Regions from separate parts of the Oncorhynchus mykiss genome. Here region 1 is linked to region 2. Evidence: chromatin contacts called from public Hi-C data. All regions are on one chromosome and are shown on one strand. The core of a region is the stretch at or near the end of the contact, and the rest is flanking DNA. Distances in the headings are between cores, read along the strand shown.

The links. A called contact is a pair of places that touch in the nucleus more often than the background predicts.
Region 1: a Hi-C map of liver shows a contact between it and region 2, with 3 times the contacts expected there. The contact joins the promoter of becn1 here to the promoter of LOC110491669 in region 2. A contact is called at or near these places in 2 of 3 Hi-C or Micro-C datasets (blood and liver).

Annotation. Positions count from the first base shown.
Region 1 is chr16:23,549,997-23,553,267 of USDA_OmykA_1.1, reverse strand. It overlaps becn1 (beclin 1, autophagy related), which reads right to left and starts at 1,475. Exons shown (of 11, transcript NM_001124429.1): 1 at 1,446-1,475; 2 at 354-487; 3 at 162-226; 4 at 1-35. The coding sequence starts at 480. LOC110491673 (breast cancer type 1 susceptibility protein homolog) reads left to right here and starts at 1,472. Exons shown (of 21, transcript XM_036946563.1): 1 at 1,472-1,598.
Region 2 is chr16:23,398,133-23,401,364 of USDA_OmykA_1.1, reverse strand. It overlaps LOC110491669, which reads right to left and starts at 1,969. Exons shown (of 6, transcript XM_021565291.2): 1 at 1,849-1,969; 2 at 1,087-1,283; 3 at 691-794; 4 at 1-608. The coding sequence starts at 1,270.

The DNA of each region.
Region 1 (3,271 bases), core at 226-2,725, 150 kb before region 2:
GCGACTCCATCTTGCTTTGTTTCCACAAAGGTTTCCTGGAGGAAGAGAGGAAAATCAGAACCCCTGTCGGTGTTTAAAACTCAATTTCTATGAAGGATATTGCTGTGAAACCTGGTTTCAAAACTATCTTTCCATTGGATTGAATAAACCCAGTGTCTCACCTCTGGAGCACTTTCCGCCTCATTGCTTTCTGTCTGCTTGCTTGGTGTCACTGTGACCAGAGGAGCTGATGGGACAGAAGACACACAGACTCACAACGCCGATCTCTGTCTCTTCCTCTGTAGCGCTCTCCAAAGCATGCGCACACACAACCACACACACGCTCTCTCAAACATACACTCAGGTAAACATACCAATAAGTTCCTGGATGGTGACACGGTCGAGCACATTGAAGGATGTATCCAGCTTTAGAGGCTGACTGCAGCGCTGACACACAAAGCTGACCTGCATGGTGGTACTAGAGGACTTGGAGCCCTCCATAACAACACTGGAAACAGAATTAGCAGGGTTAGCCGGCGGGAAAACTACTCGTGACTGGTGGTTTTGCTGGCAGTTTAGCTTACCCCATTCATGGACGCCAACTACTTTTGCGACTACTGACTGGGTGAATTTAGTTAAGAACCCCGATGCTTGCCCTAAACATTAACAGGAATCGCTTGCGGTACTGTTTTGGAAACTTAAGCTACATAACGTTACCTTTTATATCAGCGAGAAATAATTGTCAAAAAACAAAAGGTAAAAGACTACACCTGTATAGCGTTAGGGTTATTACCACACTGCCATGTTACCGTGTTTGTTGACGGAAAACAGACAGTGGACTGACTATCTGTGTTAATAAACTATCTGCGAACACTTGTGTGTAAAGGGAAGAGGTTGCCACAAACGTGGGGTGTAATCATTAGTCCAAATAGATGCAAAACTTCAGTTCGATTGGACAAATTCAGGTAGGTCCCATCCCAGTTTCGTTCCGTTTAAGAAACTTTTTTTGCAAAAGAATCCGCGAAATGAATACATCCATGTAATGTTGTCATTGAAAAGGATTGTCGGCGGCAACTGCGTTAAAAACCGGTTAAAACAATGCACAACTGTGATATTATTTTTGATGTGATATGAAAGTAGAGGTATTTATTTATCTTTATAGAACCGTACCGCAATTGAGAATCGATTCATGTTTACATTCTGGCTTCCAGAGCCAATTCGCCGTTAAACAGAACATATACGGTCCGACCTTGGACTATAAGAAATAATGTTAGGCTCATTTAGAACATGATTGGGCTAATGTTAGCTAACAGTAGCCAGATGGCTAAAATACGGTACTAACTCGGCGGTTGAAAACAACACAGTGTCAGTAGCAAAGTCTCATATTTATTTATATTTCAACCACAGAAAGACTTAAGTATATCAAAATATATCTTTATTTGACATGACTTTAAGAGTTTTCTTACCATAGGACTTTATTGTTGTTTTTAACGGATATGACGCCTTTAAGATTGCTCGCGCAAGGAAGTTGTCATTCTTCAACGGGAAGGGTTGTGGTCACGCGCCAAAATAGTTGCGGGAAAACCAAACTGAATCCAGGAGAGAAGCAAGATACAGAAGTACTGTGAAGTTTTACTATTTTCTTCATTCACTCACTATATGTGTCAGGTGTAGTGTTATAATATGTATTTGCTCTATTGGTGATCTTATTTAAATTAAGCAGTCTCGTCATTCATTACATGATTATGCCTGTCTCCACTCAAAACTCAAGTTGTGTAATTGGCGTTAGCTAGCCACAGCAACAACATTGTGTAACGTTAGTGACCAGCCTGCAGTTGTTGTTAGCAAGCTAGCATGCAAGGACACTGACACACTAGTCTTAATATTTTTTATATATTTGGCACATTTTATTAACTCTTTACGAATAACAATAGATTGCTATTAGTTAACGTTACAACACTAACTAGTAGGAATGTAAGGGCTCGATTAAATCAGATCCGCTTCTTTAGCCAACATGAACATAGCGGTTGTTTTGAGGTGTTGGAGGTGGAACCGTTCAAAACAACTGGGAATTTGGAAGAAAACGAGCTCCGACTGGGAATAATCGTTTTGAATGGTCATCCAACTCGGGAACTCGATCCTATTTTTAGTGCTCCGACCTGAAGATCAATAGTGTCATAATTTGACCTCGTATTTTTCCGAGTTCCCAGTTGTTTTGAACGCGGCATTAGACCTGTCAAATCCACAAGTGGCTCCCGGAATTACAGCTAGAGCGGACATAGCCATTGGCTGCAGAGAGTTGCAAAAACAGAAATCCCATGCAGTCTTCTTTACACAAATTCGAACACTGGAATGTGAGATGTAATCTTCACCTGGATAAAGATGATAAAAACGTCATTATTTAGTTGAATGATTTTTCAATTTTAGCATTATTATTTATATATAGCTAACACGTTCTGGTTCTGAACTTCTAATGCCTAGTTCATTCATTGTAGGCACTGCATTACAGATGCCATTCATCTCTCTTGTGTCCTCTGAGATTCCCAAAGATTGGAAAGCAGCTGCGGTCATCCCCCTCTTGAAAGGGGGGGACACTCTTGACCCAAACTGCTACAGACCTATATCTATCCTACCCTGCCTTTCTAAGGTCTTCGAAAGCCAAGTCAACAAACAGATTACCAACCATTTCGAATCCCACCATACCTTCTCCGCTATGCAATCTGGTTTCAGAGCTGGTCTTGGGTGCACCTCAGCCACGCTCAAGGTCCTAAACGATATCTTAACCGCCATCGATAAGAAACAATACTGTGCAGCCGTATTCATTGACCTGGCCAAGGCTTTCGACTCTGTCAATCACCACATCCTCATCGGCAGACTCGATAGCCTTGGTTTCTTAAATGATTGCCTCGCCTGGTTCACCAACTATTTCTCTGATAGAGTTCAGTGTGTCAAATCGGAGGGCCTGTTATCCGGGCCTCTGGCAGTCTCTATGGAGGTGCCACAGGGTTCAATTCTTGGACTGACTTTCTTCTCTCTATACATCAATGATGTCGCTCTCGTCGTCAAACCCACTGGCTCCAGGTGAAACTGGAAACACTTATCCCCCTCACTAGCTTTAAGCACCAGCTGTCAGAGCAGCTCACAGATTACTGCACCTGTACATAGCCCATCTATAATTTAGCCCAAACAACTACCTTTATTTATTTATTTTGCTCCTTTGCACCACCATTATTTCTATCTCTATTTTGCACATTCTTCCACTGCAAATCTACCATTCCAGTGTTTATATATA
Region 2 (3,232 bases), core at 720-3,219:
ACTCCATGCCTGTCGAGGATGTTCTGGTACTCAGCCGAGCAATGCTTTCGGAGGTATCGGAAGATGTCTGAGTCTATGACCATTGAGAAGTCCTCCGTTAAGGTTCCCTTCTCTAATGCCACTGCATCCTCTATGTCATTGATGTAAGATGTATGCAATGCCCCCGCCTCCTCTCTATGATTGGTGTATGATGTGTACAATGCATCCGCCCCCTTTCTATCATTGGTGTAAGATTCTTGAAGAAGGGCACGATTACTTTCAGAGGCTCTACTGGAACATTTCCCCAGGTCCTGTCCGTTGGCCTGTCCTGAGGTGTCAGTGTCCTGCAGTCTTTCTGTTTGTCCTTGAGCAGAGTTGTATCTTTTGTCATCCTTGGTGGCCTCAGCTTTAAGGGAATGGACATCTTTTGAGGTCTGTGAATTGAAAAGTCTCAGCAGACACTTGGTCAGGATTTGGACGTCTGTGTAGCGACCTTTGAAAGTGCAGAGGTCAGCATGAACGTGAAAGGTGCATTTTATGTCGCAGGCATTTTTGAGGATGTCAGATATCGATGTTTTGCCCCCATTCAATTTGCTGTAGTCCACTGTCACAGCTGTGTCCACAAAGAGCTGAAAGATTGAATTAAGAAGAGTGAGACTAGGATTTTACTAAAAAGATGAGATGTTTAGATGGTTTATTCGCAACGCTTACCTCATCTGGGTCCATTTCTTTGCTGTGCAAACTCACACTTAGCTCATATTGCTTGTCATTCACTGATAATGTGTGATTCTGATGTTCAACCACTCTCCGAGCCACTGCGTGTCATGTAGAATTTTTAAAAAGACAACAAATATTACGTTCACGTTAAACTCCTCAAGGACACACTGTATGCTACCTGAATATGCATTATAGGGTGTGCTCTATAGGATGTCCCTTATCAAGATAATTGCATGTCAGACCCATCAATCAGATAAATCAGATATGTGTGGTATACACACAAAACATCTTGTAATTTTCAGTACTTTTCCTCTTAAGGTTCTCTATGTTTTACTTATTATACTATCTACTTCCTTCATATTTTTCCCAAGCCCACCGATGACCTCTAACCTTCACTGTCCTCAAAGGTAATGAAGGCAGAGCCAGGCGTTGTCTTGGAAACCGTGACAGATGAAATGTCCCCTCCTCCATTCCTCTTCCGCAGGAAATGAATGTGGAGCTTGTCGATCAGTCTGTTTTTACTGATATCTAGGGGTAACCCACACACTCGGACCGTTCCACCCTCCTTCGCCATCCTTGTTATTTATCTGTAAGCATAGGCAAGGCCAAGGACATCCACAGTGAACAATGTTTTGCCAAATGATGAAATTGCAATCACTGATCACAACCTAATCAATTCAACCGTTTTGAAAGCGTATACAGTTATAATAGCAACTCAGAAAGCGTTCATTCTTTTCAGTATTGAAACCCTCAGGTTTCAGTCATTTCAATATCATATTATCAATGATTCTGACACGTAAATGTATACATTTACAATACATTTTTATTGCGGAAATAATTTCAGAACAAGACTACGTTAGGCAGGCCTGAATAACTGCTTCCATACATGCTGTGCGCAAAGATATGAACAAATCATAAAGCAATCTGTCTGTGTAAATCACTCCATGTTTAATTTAAAAAAAAGTTAACTATGTTGATTTGCATTGCTGGTAATTCAAGTCATGATGTTGTGGCTCGAAAAATATAGGCCAACCCATTACCTGGATAAGAGCCACATATGATATATCCTAATGCACCTTCAGACCTACTAGGCCTACAACATTGCAAATATATTTGATATTTGAGCACTTTATTAAAATCTTTGGATATTACCTTTCTTTTGTGTGCGTTTGTCCTAGATTCAAATATGAAACGTGATATGTTATCAGAGCAAAATGACGAACTATTGCTTGCAAATCTGAGAGAGGATTATTCTCGGTTCTCAAGAAATGGAAAGTGAAAGGACTGCGTGAATGAGTCAATGATGGCGTCAAAAACATAAAAACAGCAACTATTTTTAGTGAGAACAGAAAGGGGAACATTAGCGTTATCAAGTTCCCATTCGAAGTTTTTAGATACATTTTTGGGGGAATATTATTATTATTTTTTTTTAATACATCAAAGTACAATTTCCTCGACGGTAAAATAACTGACACGGTGTGAGCACACCTACCACAAGAGGTCGCCATTACATCACGGAAAGCTAATGATGGGCTCAATTCCAATGATTTATATATACACTAGATAATTCTATACACCAATTGGGGGCGCTGTGTTGAAGTCACGGTGCCTCCATCTTGGCACTCCCACCCATTACAAAAAATATTTTGGAAGCCATAGAAATGCTTTTATTAATGTCTACATTCGTCTTGACACTTTTATTCTATTACAGAAATCATAATACATACTTTTAAATTATATTATGTGAGCAAACAGTAAAATTGTCCTTAAAGTATACTTTTTTGAGATTTAAAGTATCATTTTTGATATTACTAATGTTACTGTCCCACTAAAACAAAAGGAAATATTTAAATACATGTAATTTTGAAACATTTAATTGAAATACTGTAGAATCCATTAATTCCTATGGAGGACTGCTCCTACTGGGGAATGACAAAATGGCCGACAGGTGGCTTCAAAGCCACTCGATGACCAATACATACAGCAGCATCAGCAATCCAGGGTTTATCATTGCTCAATTCACCCCCAGTGTCTACAGTGATGCACAAAAACAGTCCACAGGAAGCCAGAAGTTAAATACAATTCCATTTCAACTTTCTGTGCAGGTGAGCAGGAAGCTTGGTCATGATGAGGTTGGAAGTTTGAAACAAAATATATAGATTCGATTTTTATTTAGTCACCTGCAATGTACAGTGAAATTCTTAAGCTCTGAGCTCCAACAGTGCAATTGTGAATGAAACAATGAAACAAACAAATGTGTAATAATAACATATGTTCACATTTGTGACATTGATAAATATTAATGTCCATTGGGGTGTGGGCAGGGTAATTGGGGAGGGGGGGGGGGGGGGGTAGTGGTGGTATCTGCTAAATGACTCAAATGTAAATGTGTTCAGCATGATAAGTGTCCATTGGGGTGGGGGCAGGGTTGAGGGGAGAGAAAGTCTCCAAATTGTGAAATGCAGGGAGTCACCACCTTCTTGTGCCTTCTTCACCATTGTGTCTGTGTAGTTTGTCCATTTCAGCTCCTCAGAGA